Linked DNA regions of Athene noctua: region 2 is linked to region 1. The links are chromatin contacts, called in public Hi-C maps. All regions are on one chromosome and are shown on one strand. The core of a region is the stretch at or near the end of the contact, and the rest is flanking DNA. Distances in the headings are between cores, read along the strand shown.

What was found. A called contact is a pair of places that touch in the nucleus more often than the background predicts.
Region 2: a Hi-C map of liver shows a contact between it and region 1, with 4 times the contacts expected there. The contact joins the promoter of SKOR1 here to the promoter of IQCH in region 1. A contact is called at or near these places in 2 of 2 Hi-C or Micro-C datasets (heart and liver).

What each region holds. Positions count from the first base shown.
Region 1 is chr13:14,352,149-14,355,951 of bAthNoc1.hap1.1, reverse strand. IQCH (IQ motif containing H) reads right to left here and starts at 1,754. Exons shown (of 20, transcript XM_074916946.1): 1 at 1,683-1,754; 2 at 896-1,015; 3 at 454-551; 4 at 1-112. The coding sequence starts at 1,727. AAGAB (alpha and gamma adaptin binding protein) reads left to right here and starts at 1,915. Exons shown (of 11, transcript XM_074917169.1): 1 at 1,915-2,020. The coding sequence starts at 1,948.
Region 2 is chr13:14,589,568-14,593,595 of bAthNoc1.hap1.1, reverse strand. SKOR1 (SKI family transcriptional corepressor 1) reads right to left here and starts at 1,870. Exons shown (of 9, transcript XM_074917182.1): 1 at 1,762-1,870; 2 at 1-868. The coding sequence starts at 851.

The DNA of each region.
Region 1 (3,803 bases), core at 505-3,004:
TGAACCTTGAGAAAGGCGTAGTGCTGATTTGCTGTATGCCTGGACAGTCACGGGCTCAACAGGTACTCGTGGTAAAATAAGCTGTTTCGGAGAAGCACCAAAATGAAGGCCCCTGATTTAGAAAGAAGCAAACAGTGAGGTTTTAAAAAATTACTTTGATTTTACCTATTAAACCTATACTGCTTCCATTTGGTTGAATCTGAAAGACTGTATTTTTATTTAAATTTGCATTTAGCCAAAAAACCCCAGCAGGTTAGCAGGAGGTTGCTGTAGCTACTTAGAACTGCATTTACTTTTGTATTGTTTTTTAACTTAAAGTAAAACCAAAATAGCAAATGACCAAAATAATCTCATCCAGGCCAACACTCCCATTTGCTTTACAAGACTGATACCACAGTTTCCCTGTCTTGCTGCTTTCATTTGTCTCTGCAATGAAACAGCTGTTTCACTTACCATCTAAGGGGCTCTTTTGAATGTACTTCTTTATTATCAGCAGAAGAAATAGTTAACACTTGTCTGTTTATAGCATTTAAATAATTCTCAGCATGTTTCTGTTAGAGGAAAAAATAACATTTAGACTATTAAAAAAGGATATTATATTTATTTAACTTAGTTCATTCAGCAATCCAGATCTTCATCTGACTGAAAAGTTGATATGCTTTGTGTTTCTGTTGGACTACATCTGGTTTTGGCTAATGGGCACAAGATCAGTTAATTCTGGTGACCCAAAAAAGGAAACCATCATTCTGAGCTAACATCTGATGAATCCCATCATTTGCTAAGCCAAATGGGATCTACCAGGACGACAAACACATGGCCCCATGCACTCTAAGTGAATTACTGACAGAGATCTCAAAAACGGAAATGTCCTCTGGATCTACTCTATTTTACTTACTTCCAGTCTAAGTTCAGTTCTTTCAGGTGCTGTTTCAAGGTCAATAATATCCACGGCTTCTACATTTCTTTTCAAGTTGGTATTGACTTTAATGTCAAGCTTCTGAAGGTCTTCTTGAACCTAAAAAGCAAGTTATGACAAAAATCATACCCATAACCAAAACCCATGGGATTAGGTAGCAGGATTTAATCCAAATTAAATGCTTCCTAAACACAGAAAGAAAAAATACATGTGACTTCCCATATTTCTATACTTTTATAAATAAGAGAATACAAAGCCAATGACTTTAAAGTCATTGATCGTAGAAAACCTAAAAAAAATTATAAAAAATTAAAATCAAATCTCACAAAGTAATGGCCATAACTTCAGGACCAAGGCCCTTTGCCAAGGAATGATATTTCCTGACACGTTTCAAACATCTCTCTTGGCACAGATGGCTCAACTCGACAGAAATCTCAAAAGTGGTAACAAGGGACTGAAAGGTAGAGGCAGCCTGTGAGGAGATCGTGTCAGCCTATGTCAAAAACGTGCAATTGCACTGCGTTAACCAAAAAAGTTCCAGGTCTCGTCACGCTAAGAATCGTAACATCCACAGCCCCAGCCCTTCTGCAGAATCCACCGGCGCCTCCGCTCCCTCAGGCGGGGGCTGAGCCCTCCCGTCCCCTCAGGCGCGATCAGCCGAGGTGCCAGGCGGCCTCTCCGCGGGAGGAGGGAGGGCTCCCGCGGGGGCTCGGCGCCACGGCTACCGGGGAAGGACGGGGCCGACTCGGGCGCGGCCCGGACCCACCCGGCCCCGGACGGCTCCCGCCTCCCGCCCCGCGAAGCCGGCCATGGCGGCCGCCGCCCTCGCCCCTGGCAACGGGACGCGCCGGCCGGACCGCACCATCCGCCTCGCCGCGGGGGGGAGGGAAGCAGGGCCCGTCACACGGGGCCGAGCCCGCTCTCCGGCTCCCCCCTCCCTGGGAGGGGTCACCCGCGCTCCGGCTCCCCCCCTCCCCGCGCTGCCGGGTGGTAGCGGCGGGGCCGGAAGGGGCGCGGCGGCGGCGGGCGTCATGGCGGCGGCGGGGCCCTTCGCGCTGGTGACCAGCTGCGCCGCCGGCTTCGCGGCCGAGGAGCTCGTCAAACGTGAGTCGTCGTCGCCGCCGCGACGTGCTGCGGGGCCCGGTCGGGCGCAGCCGCGGGGCCCCGGCCTGCCCGCAACTGCAGGCCTCGGCCTGGCAGCTCCTGACCCCCAGCCCAGGCCCTCGAGGGGGGCTGCTCTCCCCTCACGCAGCGTCCCCAGAGCGGCCAAGCCCTGCCGGGGCGACCCCCCGCCTGCAGCGGTAACCACCTGCCCTTGAGGAGATCGTCAGGGCTGCCCTTATTGCTTTAAGGAAATAAGCTCTTTAAGAGAGACGGTATAGCGCCGCGGATTGTGTGTTTTGTACCCTCTGACACCAAGGAGGAGGCGATGTCACCACTACAATCCCCAGGAAAAAAAAAAAAAAAAAAAGCCCCACATCTCAAAATGCTTTGTTACCCACTGGAAGCTTGCTCTGGTTTAGGTGCAAATAAACTGTCCAGAGTTATACCTGAATTAAGTAATTTGAGAATTGCCTTGAGACTGAATAAAAATAATACTCTGTTCAATAACAAATGAACAGATTCATGAGCCCAGTAGGTTTGCTGCTGCCCACTCTGGTCATTCACTCAGTACAAACATGACCTTGTTTCACTGGGATATGTCAGTGGCTGCTAGAACATGAGGGCAACCTCAGAGCAACCAGAGTGGCTCAGGAATATAGGCAAGGGGAAGACAAAAGCAGAATAAACACTGTCCCTCTGGTTTCAGCTTGCCATTTTTGAAGTGAACAGACTATCTTGGACTTTAAGAATGGTAGCATTTCCGAAATTCCTAGTGGAATTTCAGCGCTTAAGTGCTTTACTTGGGCTTGCTTTCATGTATTAGACCATTTGTTGTCCCAACACAGAAGCACAAAAGAGAAAGCTGAAAACATTTTTCCTTTCTGCAGTTTTCAGATTTGTCAATTACACTTACTCCATATCAAATATGTAGAATTCATTCTGTAGGAAGTGTTTTTCTTTGAACCCAGTTCCCCTTTTTATGGCTTGAAAAAGGGAACATGAGAATAAGACCTGATAGTAGAGAAATCGTTGGTAGAATTTTTAGTAATTCTAAAACCCGGGGGAGTCCAGGAAGAAGCTGTTTATACCTTGGTGGTTTTGCTGTTACAGCTTGTTAGCAGAGCCTTGCTTTTTAGGGAACTGTCATGAACAGATAAGTTATACATCTTAGTATGCCCATCAACAGCCCCAACCCCTTTTCTGGATTTGTTTTTGGCTATTTCTGAGCAAGATCTTACCTAGGGGCCTGATAAAGCACAGGGCTGCTCCCAGGGACTGGTTCCCTCCATCTCATTAAACCATATTTTGAAACAAGATTGGCAGTACAAGGTCCACAGTCAAGGGCTACCCTGTCAGAGTGGGTGGGTTGATGTTGAATTATTTAAGGGGATTCCAAATCAAAGAATAATAAGTGTCTGTAAAATCATATTCTTGGTTCTTGTGTGGAAGGTATAAGCAAATTGGAAGGAATTGTTCAAGGTTCCTGTAGCTTTCCTTTGATTATTTCTTGTAGTGAAAATAAACAAGTAAAAAACTTTCACAGAAATGCTGTTTAATCTGAGAAGCTCTTAAAATTTAATCTTCAGGGGTTTTTTAACTAGTACTGACTTTGAAATGTTTAGGCTTCCATTGTTTTCCAGTACCAAAACTGAAGTCTTACAGATAGCCTTTGTGCTCTGATTGGGTTGCTTCACAAAAGACATTAAAATCTTCCTGAAAGCTGATCATTTACTAAAATAAATACCATGAGAATTTTAAGCTCCTGCTTTGTATGATAAGTGAA
Region 2 (4,028 bases), core at 621-3,120, 240 kb before region 1:
TGCCCGCTGCACCGGAGACTCTTGTGCGCCGGGGCCAGCTCGGGGCCGGCGGGCGGCGGCGGGTGCAGCGCGGCCTTGGCGGCCGGGGAGCCGGCACCGGGCCCGCCGGCGGCCGCCCCTTGCAGGGAGAAGGTCCGCTTGCGGGTGCCGCCGTTGAACATGGCCTTGACATCCTCCCAGGCGTGCGACAGCTCCTCCGTGGCCGTTTTGTCGCTGAGCTTGAGGTGGCGGCGCCAGGAGTTGAAGTTGGCGGCGTCGGGCTGGGTGTATTTGGAGTCCGGGGTGCGGTGGGAGTGGAAGATGAACTTGTTGGGGGAGAAGTACATGCTGCAGTAGCTGCACTTGATGCACTTGGCGCGGGAACTGTTGTACCGGGCCGGGATAAAGCTGCCCCGGGAGCCCCAGGCGCACTCGTGCACCACGTCGAAGGCGAAGTTCTCGGGCAGCTTGGGCGGCTTGTGCTCGCCCAGGAAGGACTTGCAGAGCCGCTCCGCCTCCCGCTTGGTGATCATGCCGCAGCGGCGGGAGGAGATGGGCATGGCCCCGGCCCGCCGCAGGATCTCCAGCTGCACCGGCGTGCACTGCACGCAGGTGATGCCCAGGGCCACCCGCCGGTTGTGGATCTCATTGTAGCTGTAGTTCTTGAGCAGCGTGTTGGAGATCTGCGCCAGGCACAGCCGCTCCTGCCCGTCGATGACCAGGGACACGATGGGCACGCCGTACAGAGAGGTCTCACCCACTTGGTTGGGCTTGAGGGTATTGGAGCCCTGGTACGGCTGCAGCTCTTGCTTTGAATTTGGGGAGGAGCTTGCATCTCTCCCATTTCCCATCTGACTGGCGATCGCCTCCATTCCCCCCCAAAACGCCCCTGCAAAACAAAATCGGGGAAAGACGCGGGTTAGAACCGCTCCCGGGGCCCCGCCGCTCCCGGAGCTCCCGCTGCCCCCCGCTCCCAGCTCCGCGCCCCGGCTTGTCCCCTCTCGGCGGTGGGTGTCCGTGTGTGCCCCCCCCGCTCTCCACACTATCTCCCGCCCGGGGCGCTGCCGCAGGACCCCCCCTCGCCGCGGTCAGGCCGGCCGGAGGGCTCTGGCGGAGCCGTGGCGCATCCTCCGCGCCGCGGCCGCCGGTACCGAGCCCCGCCGCAAACACCCGCGGCTGGGCGGCCCCGGGAGCCCGGCGGCAGCCGTCGCCCGGGGCAAGGGCATCCCCACCCCACCCCACCTCTCCTCTCCCCGGGTCCCCGGGAGGTGCCGCGTCCCTTCCCTTTGTGCCGGCTCGCCGAGCCGTGCCGGGCCGCCGGTTGCACCGAGCCCCGGGCGGGCTCTAACGAAACGCGCCGGAGGATGCGACCGGGCTCGTCCCGCGGCGGCGGGGCCGGGGTTGGGGATGTGGGGGTGTGGGGGGGCGCCGAGCCGTGGGGCCGGGCCGGGCGGGCCGCAACTTGCCCCTCGGTGCCCGTTATCGGGCGGAGTGGGGCGGCGGGCGCGGCTGACCGGGAGCCCCTTTGTCGTGTCTCCGGTCGGCGATTAGGAACGGGCGGATTAGGGGCCGGGGCAGGGGGGTGAGGGGGGGCAGGACCGGCAGCACGTAGCAGCAGAAGGGCAGCGGCGAGCCAGGCAAATTGGCTTAGCGGGGAGGGCTCCGGGCGGTGGTAAGCCGCTTCCGTGGTCATTACACAAAATAACGGGGAGCGCTTTCCGAAAACACCCCCCCCACCCCCCCGACCCCCGTCCCCTCCATCCACCGCCCGGTCCCACTTACCGCGCCGCGGAGCCCGGCTGGACGTGCGGGCTCTCCTCGGGGTTAGGGGCCGCAGCCCGGCGCCGGGGCCGCCATCCGAGGTGTGGGGGGTGTGGGGAGGGCGTGTGTGTGAAAGGGGGGTCCCGTCCCCTCCGAGCCCTGTTCCCGCGGGCAGCCGCCGGGGCGCGGGGCGGGCGGGCAGCGACGCGCCCTTCACCGACGCCTCGGGGCCGCCGCCCGCCCCGCCGCCGCCGTGTCCGCCCGGGCGAGATGCAACAAGAGCGAGTGACCAGCCGCGCCACCGAGGGAGGATCCGGATCCGTACTTGGAGACGCTGCACATTGATCCGGTGACAGCTAAAATAACGGGAAGACACACCCACTTAGCACCAGCATATTTACATTAACTGCCTCCGGGACCCCGCGGCCGTCAATCACCGATGCGCTCCAGTCAATCACGGCGCGGCTTTAAGGCACGGCGGGGAGGGAGGGAGGGAGAGGGGGGGGGCGTGGGGGGCCGCCACCGAGCGGGGACCCGCCCGGGCTGCCCGAGGTAAGAGCGGGGATCAGCCCCAGGCCGCACCTGCGCGGGGCTCCGCGCCTCTCCGCGCCCCCCCCCCCCCCCCCCCCTCCCGGTGTGGGTATCCCCCCGGGGGGGGCGATCGCTCGTTGAAAGTTTGCGTGGGGAGAGGGCGGTAACGAAAAGATTAGCCCGGGGGGGGTGGCGGAGGGGCCCCATCGAAATCGGGGATGCGTGGTCGCCGCGCATCCTCCCCCCCTTACCGGGATGCGCGCTCCGCCGGCGGGGCGCGGGTGCGGAGCGACACCGGGGGTGAAGCGGGGGGGACACCGGGGCGGCAACGAAATCGCCGGGAAGCGAGGGCGGGGGGGGGCGCGCCCGTGTTTTTTCGTTCCCCACGGGGGCCCACTCCACGCCGGCAGCACCGGCGGCCACGGGAGCGGGACACACACACACGGACCCCCCGCTCCGGTGGCCGCCGGTGCTGGCGGCGTGGCGGGGGCCCACAGCCGCGTCCCTGCCCTGGTTGGGTTCCCGCATGCAGCACTCGTCACGGCCACGTTAATTAAACTGTAATTAATCATCGCGTCCGGCCGCGATCGGCGCAATTACACTGATCAAACAGAAGTTAATAACGGCGCGGATCGCCCCCAGCTATCACTTTCGTGCGTGTGTGTGTGTCCCCCTTCCCCGCCATCACCAGCGGCGCCGCGAGGATGCGGCGGAGCCGACGCGGAGCGGAACGCAGGTGCGGAGCCACCCACCTCCTCCGCGCTCCCCGGGCCGCCGCGGCTGAACCGGCCCCGGTCCACGCTCCCACGCGGGAAAGCGCCGGCGGCTCCCCCCGGGACGTCCCGTCGAGGTGCGAGGGGTGGGAATGGACACGGACCGGGTGCTGCCGGGCCGGGCCTTGCGGCGCGGCCTGCCCGCAATGATCGCAACCCGAGCCGGTAATTATTCCTCGCCTTTTAATTATTTATTCCCCCCTCCCGCCCCGCCCCAGTCATCCTCCGGCTAGGCGGGCGCAGGAGCGCGGTGAGACGCGCCCGCGCTGGGGCCGAGCCCCGCTGCCCCGCTCGCCACCGGTTTTCGGGTGATCCCACGGCGTGAAATACCCGCAGCGGCTGCGGAACCGGCTGCCAGGCCACGCCGGGCTGCGAGGCACCGGGAGCAGGCGGCCGCGGGGACCGAGCCGGTGCCCCCTTCCCGGGGCCGCTCCCGCGGTGGCACGTCGGGGCGGGGGGGTGTGTAGGGGGATGTGGGTGGAGGGCCGGGGGTCTCCGGGAGGCCTGGCCCCTCCGCCGGGCCCTTCCCCGGGCCGGGCGGCTACCCCGGTGCCCGCCGGAGCCCGGAGTGGCGGAACAGGCCGGCGGCTTCGCCCCGACGGCGGGACGGCAGCGCGGAGCCCCGAGGCGGGCACCGGCCCCGCCGCTCCGGCCGCTCCCCCCGCCGGCCCCCGGCTCCTCGCAGCCGCCGTATCTTTTAACAGTTGAATTGACTGCAGTTTTTGTCAGTTAATTAGGTTTAATTTACATAATTAGTACAGTATAAAGAGTATTGGGGATAATCAGGAGGTACGTCTCGCTTACTGTGTAAACACGGATTCGGAATTAAAAATCAGATGTAATTAAGGCGTGTGCGCGCGGCTTTTAATTGTAATGAATTTCTAATTAACGCTCAACGATCGCCGCACGCGAGAGCCGGGACGTTTGCGGGCTCCGCCGCCGCCCCGGGCGTCCCCCCGGGGGCCCCCGAGCGAACCGGGGTGC